5 separate regions of the Mus musculus genome follow, and all the other regions are linked to region 5. Evidence: chromatin contacts called from public HiChIP or PLAC-seq and promoter capture Hi-C data. All regions are on one chromosome and are shown on one strand. The core of a region is the stretch at or near the end of the contact, and the rest is flanking DNA. Distances in the headings are between cores, read along the strand shown.

Evidence for each region. Promoter capture Hi-C pulls out the DNA fragments that hold promoters and counts their contacts. HiChIP or PLAC-seq counts read pairs in DNA pulled down with a chosen protein or histone mark.
Region 1: an H3K27ac HiChIP or PLAC-seq map of microglia shows a contact between it and region 5, with 5 times the contacts expected there. The contact joins the promoter of Aph1a here to the promoter of Rfx5 in region 5. A contact is called at or near these places in 3 of 39 promoter capture datasets (cranial neural crest, frontonasal cranial neural crest and liver) and 1 of 115 datasets of contacts at active chromatin or transcription factors (microglia).
Region 2: a promoter capture Hi-C map of hippocampal neurons shows a contact between it and region 5, with 2.5 times the contacts expected there. The contact joins the promoter of Them4 here to the promoter of Rfx5 in region 5. A contact is called at or near these places in 4 of 39 promoter capture datasets (3T3-L1-derived adipocytes, embryonic stem cells, hippocampal neurons and 1 more).
Region 3: a promoter capture Hi-C map of second pharyngeal arch cranial neural crest shows a contact between it and region 5. The contact joins the promoter of Tdrkh here to the promoter of Rfx5 in region 5. A contact is called at or near these places in 6 of 39 promoter capture datasets (3T3-L1-derived adipocytes, the HPC-7 cell line, cranial neural crest and 3 more), 1 of 484 Hi-C or Micro-C datasets (embryonic stem cells) and 3 of 115 datasets of contacts at active chromatin or transcription factors (embryonic basal ganglia, embryonic hindbrain and forebrain).
Region 4: an H3K27ac HiChIP or PLAC-seq map of microglia shows a contact between it and region 5, with 5 times the contacts expected there. The contact joins the promoter of Rprd2 here to the promoter of Rfx5 in region 5.

Annotation. Positions count from the first base shown.
Region 1 is chr3:95,892,634-95,895,468 of GRCm38.p6, forward strand. Aph1a (aph1 homolog A, gamma secretase subunit) reads left to right here and starts at 1,288. Exons shown (of 6, transcript NM_146104.3): 1 at 1,288-1,650; 2 at 2,188-2,358; 3 at 2,510-2,583; 4 at 2,815-2,835. The coding sequence starts at 1,538.
Region 2 is chr3:94,308,814-94,311,539 of GRCm38.p6, forward strand. Them4 (thioesterase superfamily member 4) reads left to right here and starts at 1,319. Exons shown (of 6, transcript NM_029431.1): 1 at 1,319-1,475. The coding sequence starts at 1,404. It overlaps Gm36010 (a long non-coding RNA gene), which reads right to left and starts at 1,240. Exons shown (of 4, transcript XR_867460.2): 1 at 1,059-1,240.
Region 3 is chr3:94,411,880-94,414,579 of GRCm38.p6, forward strand. It overlaps Tdrkh (tudor and KH domain containing protein), which reads left to right and starts at 1,365. Exons shown (of 14, transcript NM_001357711.1): 1 at 1,365-1,483. 1700040D17Rik (RIKEN cDNA 1700040D17 gene) reads right to left here and starts at 1,076. Exons shown (of 2, transcript NR_152121.1): 1 at 815-1,076.
Region 4 is chr3:95,817,559-95,820,258 of GRCm38.p6, forward strand. It overlaps Rprd2 (regulation of nuclear pre-mRNA domain containing 2), which reads right to left and starts at 1,395. Exons shown (of 11, transcript NM_001368178.1): 1 at 989-1,395. The coding sequence starts at 1,193. Gm29948 (a long non-coding RNA gene) reads left to right here and starts at 1,322. Exons shown (of 2, transcript XR_375854.4): 1 at 1,322-1,572; 2 at 2,162-2,700.
Region 5 is chr3:94,952,810-94,955,509 of GRCm38.p6, forward strand. It overlaps Rfx5 (regulatory factor X, 5 (influences HLA class II expression)), which reads left to right and starts at 1,299. Exons shown (of 10, transcript NM_017395.3): 1 at 1,299-1,442; 2 at 2,206-2,337; 3 at 2,543-2,576. The coding sequence starts at 2,225.

The DNA.
Region 1 (2,835 bases), core at 38-2,537, 940 kb after region 5:
GTTGCACAGATATACATGACACAACCCCCTCCCACACACATAAAAATAGCTATTAGAACAAAAGAAAAGCTCCACAAGCCTCACATACCTAGTAAATACTTGCTAAGCATCTAAAATGAGTCCTTGAACACCGTGCAAGTGGCTGTGGGCTCATCATGCACAGATTGTTCCCCACAGCTGCTAACAGCTCACAGAGAAGAGTGGCCCAGACTCAGCCTGTTGAACACACATGGAATCCTGAACACTGGCCAAGATGTTCCCATCCTCCTAACCTTGGGGAACAATGTGTCTAGTGACCGCCAGACCCCCCCAACCCTCCACCCCCCCTACCCTCCCATCCCCCCCACCCCCCCACCTCCACTGATTCCCCTCCTAGTGACTTTTTGCAAAAACCTCCAGGAAGCCCGGTAATCTTTTAAATTTTTCTGTAGTTTGTTGTTGCTTTGTATGTACCCTCAAAAAACGATTTTTCTCATATATGATCAAAATGCTCAGATCCCATCATAGGATTCCTCTGTTCTGCAGACTCCTAAGGACCAACCCGTCCTCATACAAATGATGATTCCTGATAATATGAAATCTCTCTCCCCAGCCTGAGGAAAAGACACCACTCAAGTTTATTTTCCAGACTATAAATAAAGGAAGTATGACATCAAAGGAACCAAGCAGCTCGGCGTGGGGCGGGGGTGGAGGGGATGGGTGTAATTTCCTCTCAGTCCCATTGCTCTAGTTGCTTTGTGACTCCACGATTCCTTCCAAACATTTTCCTAATATTTCTCTCCCGGCTCCTCCTGCTTTTCTCATTCTGTCATTACAGAATACAAGTGGAGGCTTCATTTAAGACGTAATTCCTATACCAGGCTGCCCAAAGAGTTCCAACTTTTAAGCCTAACTTTGATCCCTCAGGATGCTTCTCTGGGTCATTTCCTCTAATTCAACTTAAGAACAATGTCCGTCCCTATCTTCCCACAACCTCTATCCTGTGCTCTTTTTTATTTGTCTCTAGAGTCAAACAGGATCTTCCTCCGACAAAGCTCCTCTAGTAATAGGTAGGGTGGCTATCACCCTTCTCTACCGAAAGAAAGGAAACCGTGGCCAAGGCGCCAGCGAACCCAGGAATCATTGTTCTGATTGGGCCCAGACTCCAGCCTACTCTTCTGAAGCCACTCCCAGCACCAAGAGGAGGGCTCTGAGGATGAGAGACTACAACTCCCAGAAGGCCATGCCGCCATGACCCCGCCTCTGCAGTTCCGCCCCACCAAGTATTCATTGGCCTTCCGGGGGTGGGAATTAGATGGGAGGTGGCCATGGGGCAGCGACCGGGGGTTGTTCCCTCTTCGGCTTCCGTAGACGAGGTCGGGCGGACCTTCGTCCGGGGTTTCGGCACCCCCCCTTCCCCTTCCCCGGGGTCCGGGGGTGACATTGCACCGCGCCCCTCCTGGGGTTGCGTCCTCGCCCCACGCGGACTCCCCCTCGGCGCGCAGCTCCCTTTCGCCTTCCTTGGCCGGGGTTCCCTCCCTTCCCCAGCTGCCCAGTCATGGGGGCTGCTGTGTTTTTCGGATGCACCTTCGTCGCGTTCGGCCCAGCCTTCTCCCTTTTCCTGATCACTGTAGCTGGAGACCCACTTCGGGTTATCATCCTGGTGGCGGGGTGAGTGTCGAGTGGTGGAGACGGGGCCGAACGTAGAGAAAAAGGTGCAGAAAGGGCTGGAGGAACTGGAGCAGGCTTGGGAGCCTGAGTTGGGGGGCAGAAGTCGGAAAAGGTTGGACACAGGGTCAAATCGTGATCTAGGAGAATTTCCCGCAGTCGGCTTCCGCCTTCCAGGGATTTCACAGATTCTTCCTGTAGTCCTCCCGGCAACGTCAGAGAAGGCCCAAGGCCAAGATTAATGAGGGGGCTGTGCTGACCTCGGCCAGCCAAGGATCTTGGAATGGATACCTAGTCTGTCCGTTCATGCCCACACACTTTGACTCTAATGAAGACTCTAACCAGATCTCTACCCTTTCTGCTGCTTTCAGATTCTTACAAATGAGTCTGTTGGTGGAGACACTTATCTGGTCCCTGTCTCCCTTACCATCCGGAAGTCTAACTTCCACTTTTCATACATTCCATCCTTGGCTGGCTCCCTCCTTGATTTTTCCATCTGCTCCTGTCTTTGCCTCTCTCATTGCCCTTGTGTTTTCTCAGAGCCTTTTTCTGGCTGGTCTCCCTGCTCTTGGCTTCTGTGGTCTGGTTCATCTTGGTCCATGTGACAGACCGATCAGATGCACGGCTCCAGTATGGCCTCCTGATTTTTGGTGCTGCTGTCTCTGTCCTTCTACAGGAAGTGTTCCGTTTTGCTTACTACAAGCTCCTTAAGTAAGGACAAGGGGGGCTCTGGAAGGGAGGGGGGACAGTGGTGTGCATGGCGGGAAGTGGGCCAGCCCTGCGATGGTGGTTGGAGTAAGGGTCGTTAAAGGGAGGGTATTGGAGGGGAAGGAACATCCCTGCCCTTCCTTCTGTTTCCCAGGAAGGCAGATGAGGGCTTAGCATCACTGAGTGAGGACGGAAGATCACCCATCTCCATCCGACAGATGGCCTATGGTGAGCCAAGGGAGAGGGACCAGAGGAGGGAGTTGGACACCCCATCCTCTCTTTCTGGGTAATCTAAACAGCCACGTATGCTAAAGTGTTTTTCTTCATACTTGACTTCCAAGGAGAGGCGGTCTGGAGGGAGAGTAGGTATGGTAGACTTTTCCCTGGGCTTGGGGAGTAGGTACTGCTAATGAAGCTGTGGTGGTCCTGGTCGTTGACAAGACCCTCCCCTCCCCCCAGTTTCTGGTCTGTCCTTCGGTA
Region 2 (2,726 bases), core at 69-2,568, 640 kb before region 5:
AGGCCAGTCTGGTCTACAGAGTGAGTTTCAGGACAGCCAGAGCTACATAGAAAAACCCTGCCTCGAAAAACAAAACACAAAAAACAAAAAACAAACAAAAAAAGGGTGTCTTAGGTAAAAGACAGAAGAACTTGAAGGCATATAAGACTCACTGTGAAACAGAGTAGAGAACAACTATTATTATTGTTATTTGACTTTATTTATATGGGTGTTTTGTCTGTGCACCACATGCATGCCTGGTGCCCACAGAAACCAAAAGAAAGAGAGGGTATCCAATCCCCTGGAACTGGAATTGCAAACAGCTGTGAGCTGCCATGTGGGCGCTCAGATTCTAACCATTGCTTTTAAACTTACGAACCATATCTCCAACTCAATGCAGATTTCTCTTCCTTTCTTTGTTTTTGTTTTGCTTTTTGTTGTTTGGTTTGGTTAGGTTTTTGAGATAAGGTATCATTATGTTGTCTTAGCTGGTTTGAACCACCCACCTCTGCCCCTAAGTGCTAGAATTAAATGCTTTATGACACCACTATCCAAATATTAGACTATCCACAACTCCTTCTATTAGTTTTTCATTTCCTTTGTAATTATCATTTTAAAACTAGTCAATCACAACAAACGCCGGGCAATTGGGGTCAGGGGAGCGTGGGGCAGTCACCACCTGTCCCCTGTGTGCTTGCTAACTGTAGTTGGATCTTGGTGCACCCTTTGACAAAAATAATTGCTTTGCTTCTGTATTCCTTTGTGGGACACTGAGATTCTTCTGTTCCCAGCACAGAAAGAACAAATCAGTGAATCAACGGATAGTCTTTAAACTAACAGGCTCCCATTAGACAGTTTGGGCTAACTCTATCGAGCCAGACCAAGAGCAATTTCTTTGATAGAGACGGTTCTTACTAGAGTAAAAGTTGATATACATTTTCAGTACACAGACACATATGCGCGCGTGCGGAGAGAAGGGGCACCTGAAGAGTGTACCTGTTAAATAGTAGAGACTGACAGAGTTTTAAATGTATGTGCACGTGTTCTACACCCAGAAGACCAACACCATCAACCCGCACCTAGTGGTTATCCACTCCTTGTGTGTGCTCCTGTTCGGCCGAGATGATGAGTCTTTCGCTGGCTGGAGCGTTAAACTGCCTGTGAACAAGGAACTAAACTAGGCTGTCTCGCTGCGCCAGTGCAGTAACCGTGGCTGAGAGCCGGACGCAAAATCTCCCGGAACCAAAAGCGGGTGTAGAGGATTCGGTCCGCCCGGATTCGGAGAGGCGCCAGCACTGTGGGCGGCGCGCGGCTCCGCCCTCCACCCGCCCGCCTCCACAGTTAATAGCCCAGAGTCGGCGTGTGGATAGTGTGGCTCTTTCTGGAACAGAGCAGAGAGCAGCGTCCTGCCCTCGGCTTGAGCAATGCTGAGAAACTGCGCTATGCGCCTGCGCACTCTTGGGGCCACGCCTGCGAGGCGGCCAGGAGCAGCTAGGGTGAGTCCCGGGACGCTTGCTTTCGTGGGGCGAGAAGGGGAGACAGCACGACCGAGACTAAGCTAACACCTGCCCCTGGCTGTGACGGGGCTCTTGGGCTCTTCTGCCCTGAGATTCGAATCGGGAGGAGCCGGAAGGGAAAGTGACTCAAGGTTGAACTAGGTCTGCAGGGATGGGATCGCCACTACTAAGACTGAGATAATAAGAAAGGATAAGCAAGGTCACCCAGAAAACTGTGAAAGAGCCATTATTGACCCCTGGAGAAGACCATTTATCCTTAGCAGGGATCTAATCCTGATAGACTCTGATTCGTTATAACCAATTCAGGAAGAAGTAGACTTCTGATTGTCAGATAATTACTCCCTCTCTAGCCCGTTTTCATCATCTTAGAGGATGTTATGAGACTAAATGAGATAATGCAAGGGAAGCATTTAGCATACCTGGAATGTAAATCTTAAATGTTGCCTGTCCATATTTTTATCCCTGCCTTTGTTCTATTGATGTAGTCAATACTTGTTGAGCTCCAACTCACGCCCGCGTGTGTGTCCGTGTGTACTGAAAATGTATATCGACAGTAAGAACTGTCTCTATCAAAGAAATTGCTCTTGGACTGGCTCGATAGAGTTAGCCCAAACTGTCTAATGGGAGCCTGTTAGTTTAAAGACTATCATATATGTCAGGTGTGATTGGCCACTGACGATAGGTCGTATTATAGTTAGCTAAGGGGAAAAAACGTTCCGCCCAAGAAATTTACGGGTTTAATTTGGGAGAATGGGATCAGTTTGCCAAATCAAATGTTTGTATACAATGTGTTGTAATAAAGAACGACAGCTGACAGGGAACAGCTCTGTATTGAGAAATGAAAAAGAACTTTGATTATTAGGGGAGTGGCATCTCTCTCAAGCTATTGCAGCTTCCTGCTAGACAATAAGAGGGCTGGAGGCCCTGGGTGATAGACACACACACACAATTTTAAAATAATGATGAATGTTGATGTATTGACATCAGCCAGGTACCATCTTGCCGATTAGAAAAGAAAATGATTCGTGCTAGTCTTACAACAACAAATATGAATTAGTTTAATTACATGTTGGAGCCTGGCAGTCTGTGCTGAGCTGAGAACATTACAGCATTAGTATTTGCAGGCCTTTTTTTTTTTTTCATCATGCTGCTTTTGATTTAGTAACGTATCTTAAAAGGAGGCAGAAAAAGTCATAACTTATTTTACAAGTACAAGTCCAACTTCCATAA
Region 3 (2,700 bases), core at 115-2,614, 540 kb before region 5:
TAGAGATACTGTGTCTTATAAGTAAAAAAAAAAAAAAATTAAAGTGCAAAGTGAAGTATGCTTAAAAGTAAACATGTTAAAAGTTCTGGTTAAATACATCTTCTATATCCCTGTCATATCTTGAGATTTAACTAAGAGTCAGAAAGGTAGTTGCTTTGAAACACTAACATATATAAAAAGGAAGTTATAAAATTATATCTATAGCATGTTTTCAGCTGTGCAAAAATACATTTACGTGTATTTTAAGTGTGGGATGAAAAATTTCCCAAGAAACTGGTTGTACTGGTTGCCTCTGAAGGGACATTTTCTTCAATAACCTTTTGTTACTTGTGAATCTTCTTGAAAGTGCATGTATTATTTACCCAAATATATATTTTGGATGACTAGAAGGCGAGCATGTTTGCAAGCCCAGCTACTCAAGAGCCTAAGGGAACAAAATTTGAGAACAGCCTGGACAACATAGCAACATATAACAGTAGTAGTGGTAATAATAATAATAATAGGAAATTGACCCAAAGACATCTGGGTCAGACACAATGCTAGCTATGTTCACTCAACAAATGTTTAATGAGTATTCATCATGTGCCAGCACAAAACATCTCCTGGAGACTCGGAGCGACTGTGCCCTCGCCTCAAAGTGAAGGTGGTAGCAGGGCCAACCGTTCCTAACGGTTCGGGAACGACCCAGACGGCGGCTGGAATTCAGTTTTTCAAGCAAACCGCTGCCTGCCAAATCCTCCCCCTTCCACAGGTCCACGGCCCCGGGGCAAGGCAGGGGGCCCCTGCTGGCGCGCTCCTCCCATAGCTGCCTTACCCAGGTGGTGGCCACGGTGACTTTCGGTCCACGTGGCGTGTGCAGCGCCCGCCCCCATTTCACTCCTTTAACATAGTTGCTTTCCTGTCCCCTGGCTAAGATGGGGGTAGGGGGTCCATCCAGGCAGAAATTCTTAACAGATAAAGTGGCGCCGCAATCAGGAGGTGGCTTCCCCCAAGGCCGCTGGCCGCGGAATGACTCCGTAGGCCTCGGGACACCCACGAGTGACCCAATCCCCCGACCCTCGGAGCGCCAAAGTCCCTCGCGGCTTAAAGCAGCACAACCTCCTAGAGGAGGACCGAGGACTCCAGAAGCCTCTAATTGGCTGTTTAATTCTCAGCAGGTGCGAGCTCCATTAAAAGCATCGGCTTCCCCGGGCTCTAACTGGCTGTGGACGTGGGCGGGCTTGGATTTTCATCCGGGTAATTGGACTTGAGCGCGCACCAGCCACGTCGCTCACGGCAGTCCGCAGAAGGATTGGCTGCGGCGGAGGAGCGCGATTGGTCAGACTTCAAAGTGAGCGTTGATTGGTGAGGATGCGCTGCGGGGGCGGAACAAGCGGCTGCTGAAAAGCGACCCGCTAGGCGGCTGCGCTGAGGGAGCGACAGGGCGGCGGCGGCGGGGGTGAGGTGCGAGGCGAAGCGCAGAGCGCGCAACTCTGGAGGAGCGGTAAAGGCAGGGCGCGAGAGGGAAGTTTGGGGTGTGGGAGAAGCAGAGCGGTAGGGACCCTGGCAATTGGAAGACCGAAGCGCGGGACTGAGGGTCGGGAGGCGTGGGACACTTGGGGGCTAGGAGTGAGGCCCTCGCGGATCACCGCGTGGGGCAGCTGTGCTGGGAGCTAATAACCAGACTCAGATCAGGGGCTCTGGGCCGGGGAGCTAGGCCCCCAGGATTGATAGGACGTTCACCACAACTCAGCACTCCTAAGCCGGCTCTCTTTGAAACGAGGGACCTTTTATTAATTTGCCTTTTACCTTCCTCAACTTAGTCCAGTGACTGTTTGTAGCTGCAGGGTGTTTTGTTGCAAGGTGTTTTGTTTTCTTTTAGTGGCGGAGCCTGTGACAGTCAGCTGGTTTTGAACTCAAAATCCTCCAGCCCTTGCCTCTGAAGTGGTGGAAGTACAGTACAGGCCAGCACCAGAACGCTCTAGATTGGATTGATTGTCTATCAATCTTCCTTTCTCAAATTTACTTGTAATATCTGGTTAGATTTGCCTGTTGGTTGGTTGGTTGGTTTTTGTTTTTGTTTTTGTTTTTTTAAGGTTTATATATTTTATATATGTGAGTGCATCGCTGCTGTCTTCAGACACACCAGAAGAGGGCGTCAGATCCCATTACAGATGGTTGTGAGCCACCATGTGGTTGCTGGGAGTTGAACTCAGAACCTCTGGTAGAGCAGTCAGTGCTCTTAACCGCTTAGCCATCTCTCCAGCTGATTGGTTGGTTTTTGAGACATCTCTTGTAGTTAACCCAGACTGGTCAAGAACTTGTCCTGTAGCCATCCTTAAACTGCTGATCCTTCTACCTCCACCTTTCAGGTACTGGTATTTGGGAGATTGGACACCTGGCTTCCTTACCATCACCACTCCCAAACAGGATTTCATGTCACCCACAGTGGCCTTGTACTTGTTATGAATGAATTTAGGCTCTAGTTCTTTCTGTCTCCACCTCCTCTCTGTTGGGGTTATATGCATGTGTTGTCACACCAGGCTCAGACCGCTTTGGTGTTTTAAGTAAAATCCTGGTTGGTTTGCCTGATTTGAGTTCACTAGCCTATCCCTTATGATATTATCCCTTAGTAACACACTTAGCACAAATTTACTTGTAATATCTGGTTAGATTTGCCTGTTGGTTCAAATGGATATCACCCAGCAAACCTGTCCTCGT
Region 4 (2,700 bases), core at 145-2,644, 860 kb after region 5:
AATTTACTGGGTAGAACAAGCTGGCCTCAAACTTTCAGCAATCCTCCTGCCTCAGCCTCTGAAACGACATGGGCCACCACGCCCAGTTTAACAATTCATATTTTAGAAGACCTCTTTTCTGTATTAAAGCAGTGTTGTGGGGAGAACCACACAGGTTGAAAAAAAAAAGTATACTTGAGATGGGGGTTATATCTAAAACAGATAAATATATTTTAAAATTCACATTTCCCATTTTGATTGCCTATGCAAACAAACTCAATTCTGTAAAGTGTGCTTCAGGAGATTAAAAAGTGGCCGGATATATTTTATACTTCGGTACCAATGATGATTACAGTCTCGCAGTTGTGTCTCGTCAGTATCCCGTGGTCTGTATTTTAGTGTTGCAAACACAGGTAAAAGGAAAACAGGTGGTCGCCTCACAGCTCTGTAGAGTTCCTATTGCTTCACATTCATCCAGGGAAAGCCTCCTTAAAACACACGCCAAGTTTCACCCACAGTCATCAAGAGAAGGCCCCTTTCTAGACATATCCCAAGTTTCACGTCGGCGGAAAACACTGCCTGGTCTAACATATTTCAGGGAAGTGGACAGCTTAAACCATGGCTTGACTAGCCAACAGGAAACCCAGAGATCATTAACACGTCAAGGCCTGTAAGAAATAAACGGACGCGACCATTTCCGTGAAGGTTCAGGATAATCAACAACACACCTTCCAGGGCTCGGAAGGAAACGCGAAAATCTCTACGGGTCTAGGCCCAACGGCCCAAGGTCACGCCAAATGTGAGGCTGAAAAATTCCAAGCAATGAGCCCCCTGCAGAGCAGGGCAACCGTGCCTAGGATGGAGTCTGGGCTAGGGAACACTCGCGCCCGATCTTTAATGTGAACCCCAACTGAATGCAGCAGCTCGGTGGGCAAACCCCAGAGTGTTTTGGGGGCCGCATTTTCTCCATCTCTCCAGCCTCCCCCTTCCTAGTCGCCCCCACACTCACATCTCCGGAGCCACTTCATCCAATGGTAGACGATTGTACTGTGGTGTTTCTTGTTTTCTATACACCAGGACGACAAGCCTTGAATGGATTCCATGGTGTTGGTCACCGACTGGAATTTTCGATCCAACGAAGACTCCAGGGCCCCTGCGGACGAGGCCGACGAGGAGGAGGCCTTACTGCTGCCTCCGCCGCCGCCGGCCGCCATCTTCCCCGGTTTGCACAAGCGCCTCTGGTCCTCTGGCGGCGGCGGCGGCGGCGGCGGCGGGAGCGGGCAAAACAATCAGTGCGAGTGCGTGAAAGCAGCAGGAGGGGAGGGCGGCCAGGGGGTGGGGACGCTGCACGCGCTAGGCTCCTCTGGCGGCAGGAGGGCTAGCTGCTGGGCGCGCTGGCGGCTCCCACACGCTGCGAGGAGGGGCCGCGGCCGCGGAGGACTGTCAGTATGGCTCGGGGGTGGTGTTTAAACCGGGAGTCGGGAGACGACTACGGAGGAGACAGAACCTGCGACGGCGCCGACAACTAAGGCTTTTAGCCTCTACGCTCCTCAACTCTTAAGGCCCTTCCCTCATCCCGTTGGCCAAATTCCGGTGAGCCCAGGGCGGCCTTGGTACCGAAGACGAAACGCTACTCCGCCGTCCCTTCGGCTGCAGAGAGCTTTGCCTTTAGATTTTCTACCACAGGAAAGGCCCAAAGCTACCTAGGCAGAAAATTTTCTTTCTTTTTTTTTTTTTCTTTTCTTTTTTTTTTTTTTCTTTTTTCTTTTTTTTTTTTTTTTTTGCAACGCAATAGCAGCAATAGACCAGCAGAAGAAATGCGCACGCGCACGGAAGCCCCGCCCCTCCGCTTCCTCCTCAATCTTGAGCACGGGGGCCGAGGGGGCGTGATGGCGCTGCGATTCGACCAATCAGGGAAGGGGGTCGGAGAAGCGCGTCGGGACCTGAAGGCGGAGGAGGCGCTGCGTCTCTCTGTGCGCCTGCGCGTTAGGTCTGCGCCTAGCGGGTTGGGAGGAAAACCTGGGGAGGCAGGATTGAGGCGCTCCGGAGCCTAGGACGTTACTAGACCCCAGTTCAGTGCTCGGCCCTGCTTTTGGCTTCATGGCGGGGTTGCTCCCTGGGAGCCTTTAATTCACACTAGGATGGGAAATGCCCACCGTTCTGTGGCTACTGTTTTTGACAGCTGCAGCTGCGTTCCCTGCCACCCCGCCATCGGGGACCTACACGCGACAAAATGGCTGGCACGTCTTGCGGAGTGGGGGAAGACGCGCATGCGTCAGGCCCTGTTAGCTGTTCTCTAGGCACTCCTTGACTAACCTATGCTACACGCCCGACTGCGATGACACCGTTCACAGCCAGCCGACCGACTGCATTCTAGAAAGAGGGAATAAAAGTTAAACGAAAATTTCTCTGAAAAGTCTTCGAAGCGAGGAAAGAGTAATTGACAAGGTGTGGCTTCTTTGCTAGGTAGTAACATCACAATTTCGTAATGCGTTATAGGTTTGTTTTTGTTTTTTCGAGACAAGGTTTTTCTGTGTAGCCCTGGCCGTCCTGGAACTCACTCTGTAGACCAGGCTGGCCTCGAACTCAGAAATCCACCTGCCTCTGCCTCCCAAGTGCTGGGATTAAAGACGTGCACCACCACTGCCCTGTGCGTTACAGTTTACAAGAGTCTTGAGTATTGTGTTTATTAGCACAGCCTCAAATTAACCATTATGGGCT
Region 5 (2,700 bases), core at 49-2,548:
GAGTGTGCCCCCTAGGAAGGAGATGAAGTACACCCAGGAAACGGAAACATGAATAGGCAAAGGTGGGCAAGGAGAAAATACAGAGGAGGACTAGAGGCTCAACAGACAGGCTTTATTCTAGAGCATACCTGCAGAGGGGGTGGGGCCAAGTGTCTAAAGTGGAAGGACCATACCATTTCCTTTTGTGTCAGCAGTTGCTATGGGTAGCGAGACAGACAGGGTCAGGCAACCAATAAACATCTCCTGTGGTTTACCCAGGTAGGAGGGGTAGGGTGAGGAGAAATCTGGAAAATGAGTTGGCATTAGCTTTGGCTTAACTAGAACGGAGGCACTTTATAAAATGGCGATACCACGGCTAACAACAGAGAAAAAAACATTTTCTCTTAATGTGGTACAGCTGCTAAGGATTTGCAGATTCTTTGTGGAATGAGGGGAAGCCTGCAATCCTAGAGGCTGTTGGCCACAGGGATGGGTAAGCAAAGAGGGAAGGACGAATGGTTCAACTTGTGTTATTTTATTTTATTAAAGTTACAGGACTTTATAACGAATTTCCATCAGTAGACATCATTTTCTAGCAAAAATTTAAAAATATCACCTACTGATTATTTCGGACAGCTCTGACAACCAAAGGCAACAATCAAACATGGTAGCTATCTGTGGCCATTCCATTTTGTAAAGCTCCCCAATTTTGTTTAAACAGAGTTCCTGAAACCTAAGAAATTTGGTTCTCACAACCAAAGTAACTTGCTTTTATAGATTCGTGCTTTCCACGTCCTTATCGACGCCCCAGTAATAGAGTTGTTTGGCTTTTTTTTAATCAAACCTTCTTACATTTTTAACTCATCTTATTCCCCAGCTACAACTAGCCAATCACTTTCCTACCCTGTAACTCCTGTCTGTGGTTCTTGGATCCTAGACGGCATCTACGTAAATCTTCCCAAGTAAAGCCCGCGGTCGATCCCTTATCCTCTTCTCGCTGATTTTACAACGCACAGGATCAGAAAGCAAAAGACCAGATGCTCCAGAAGCAGCCAAGCGCCCGGGCTTTCATCCTGCGGTCCCTTTAAGAACAGAACCCTTTCCGGGCCCGCAGACCTAACCGACCCCAGTTTTAACCGAAACCAACCTGGACTTCCCCCTCTTGACTCAAATAAGACTAACTTTGGATTTTCCCTCCCCTCTCGACCAATCATATTCTGTTACCAGGCAGACTTTCACTGCCTTCGTCTTGGAGGCAGCAACGGCCAATCACAGAGCAGGCCGTGCGTGTATCCAGGCAGATCGCGGCTGGCATAACCATTCAGAAAAAGGAAAAATAAAAGCAACGCACGAGCCCGCCGGCTGGGCACCGTGGGGCTGGGCAGGAGCTGAGGTAGCCACAGGGTAGTTTCTCTTTCTCTCTCACCTATCTAATGTCCGTGCTGGAAGGCGACGGTTCCGAGGTAGGAGGGGCAACAGCACTCCGGAGCTAGCAGGACCAGCTCCTTGCCCCTGCGCACGTGCCCGAATCTGGGACCCTGTTCCCCGCAGGGTTTCCTGCGCCCAGCCCCCTGAGTTCGGAGACCTAGCCCAGCACCTGGGGTTGGGGTGGAGGGGCCCGAGGGGAGTGGGGACGCTTCGGAGTGGGATGTCGTGGGATGACGTAGGGTCCGCGCCGCGGCGAGGGGGGCAGCGGGGGAAGCCGTGGCGAGACTCAGTAATGAGAACTTGGGCCCAGTTTTTTTCAAACCTGGAAAGGCCGAGTATGTTTGTATCCCTTCCGACCTTCCAGGCAAAATCAATGGCGAGGAGTCTATTAGAGGATCGGAGAACTTTGACTTGTCGTTATAGGTGTTGAGGGGGGGCGGCTGGAGGGGCTTGGGGGGGGGGGGGCTGGAGGTGTTGCAGCACTGGGAGAAATTGTAAGATTTCTTTTAACGTGGACTTCTCCACCCCTATCCCTTCCCATAACAGTTTTCCAGATTTGGGAGACTTCAAAAGGTGGGACATATAGAATGGAGATGTCAGAGATCTCTTTGGGTATACAAGGGCCTGATAAAGTAACAGAATAATTCTAATTTTAGAGAAGGCAAGTGGTGTGGAAAACCACTGGAGGAAGCTTTGCTTCTGTTTGTATTTCTGGGTAGAGACAGGAGGACTGCCTTGGGGTCTCTAGGAGAAAGGAAGCTTGGTAGTAGTTAAATCCTCAGCGATCTCCTCTCTCAGCTGTAGCCCTCATGCTGGGATGGCAGAAGATAAACCTGATGCTAAGAGCCCCAAGACTGGGGCAAGGCCCCAAGGTGGTGCTGACGCTGGAGAACCTACCACCCTCCTCCAAAGGCTCCGAGGTACCATTTCGTAAGTAATTGTCTCTGTCTCCAAACCCTGTTCCAGACCCAGCTGTAGATCCTTGTTGCCCTGCACTCCTTCCTCAGGCAAGTGTTTCAGAGCAGGCAGGCTGAGGTCTGTGGTCCGTAGCTGTTTGGTCCTTTTTCTGTCTCTAGCAGTCAGACAAAGGGATGGGGAAACCTTGTGACCTCCAGCTTTCTCTTCTTCTCCACAGCAAGGCCGTGCAGAACAAAGTAGAGGGAATTCTGGTAAGCATGCTGGGAAGGGACAATACAGGTGCCATCGCTGAAGGGTAAGGGTGATGTTGATGTGAGAGAATAAAGGTTCATGGGGGAGAGGCGGTGCTGTCCACGTGTGAGGATCATACTTTAT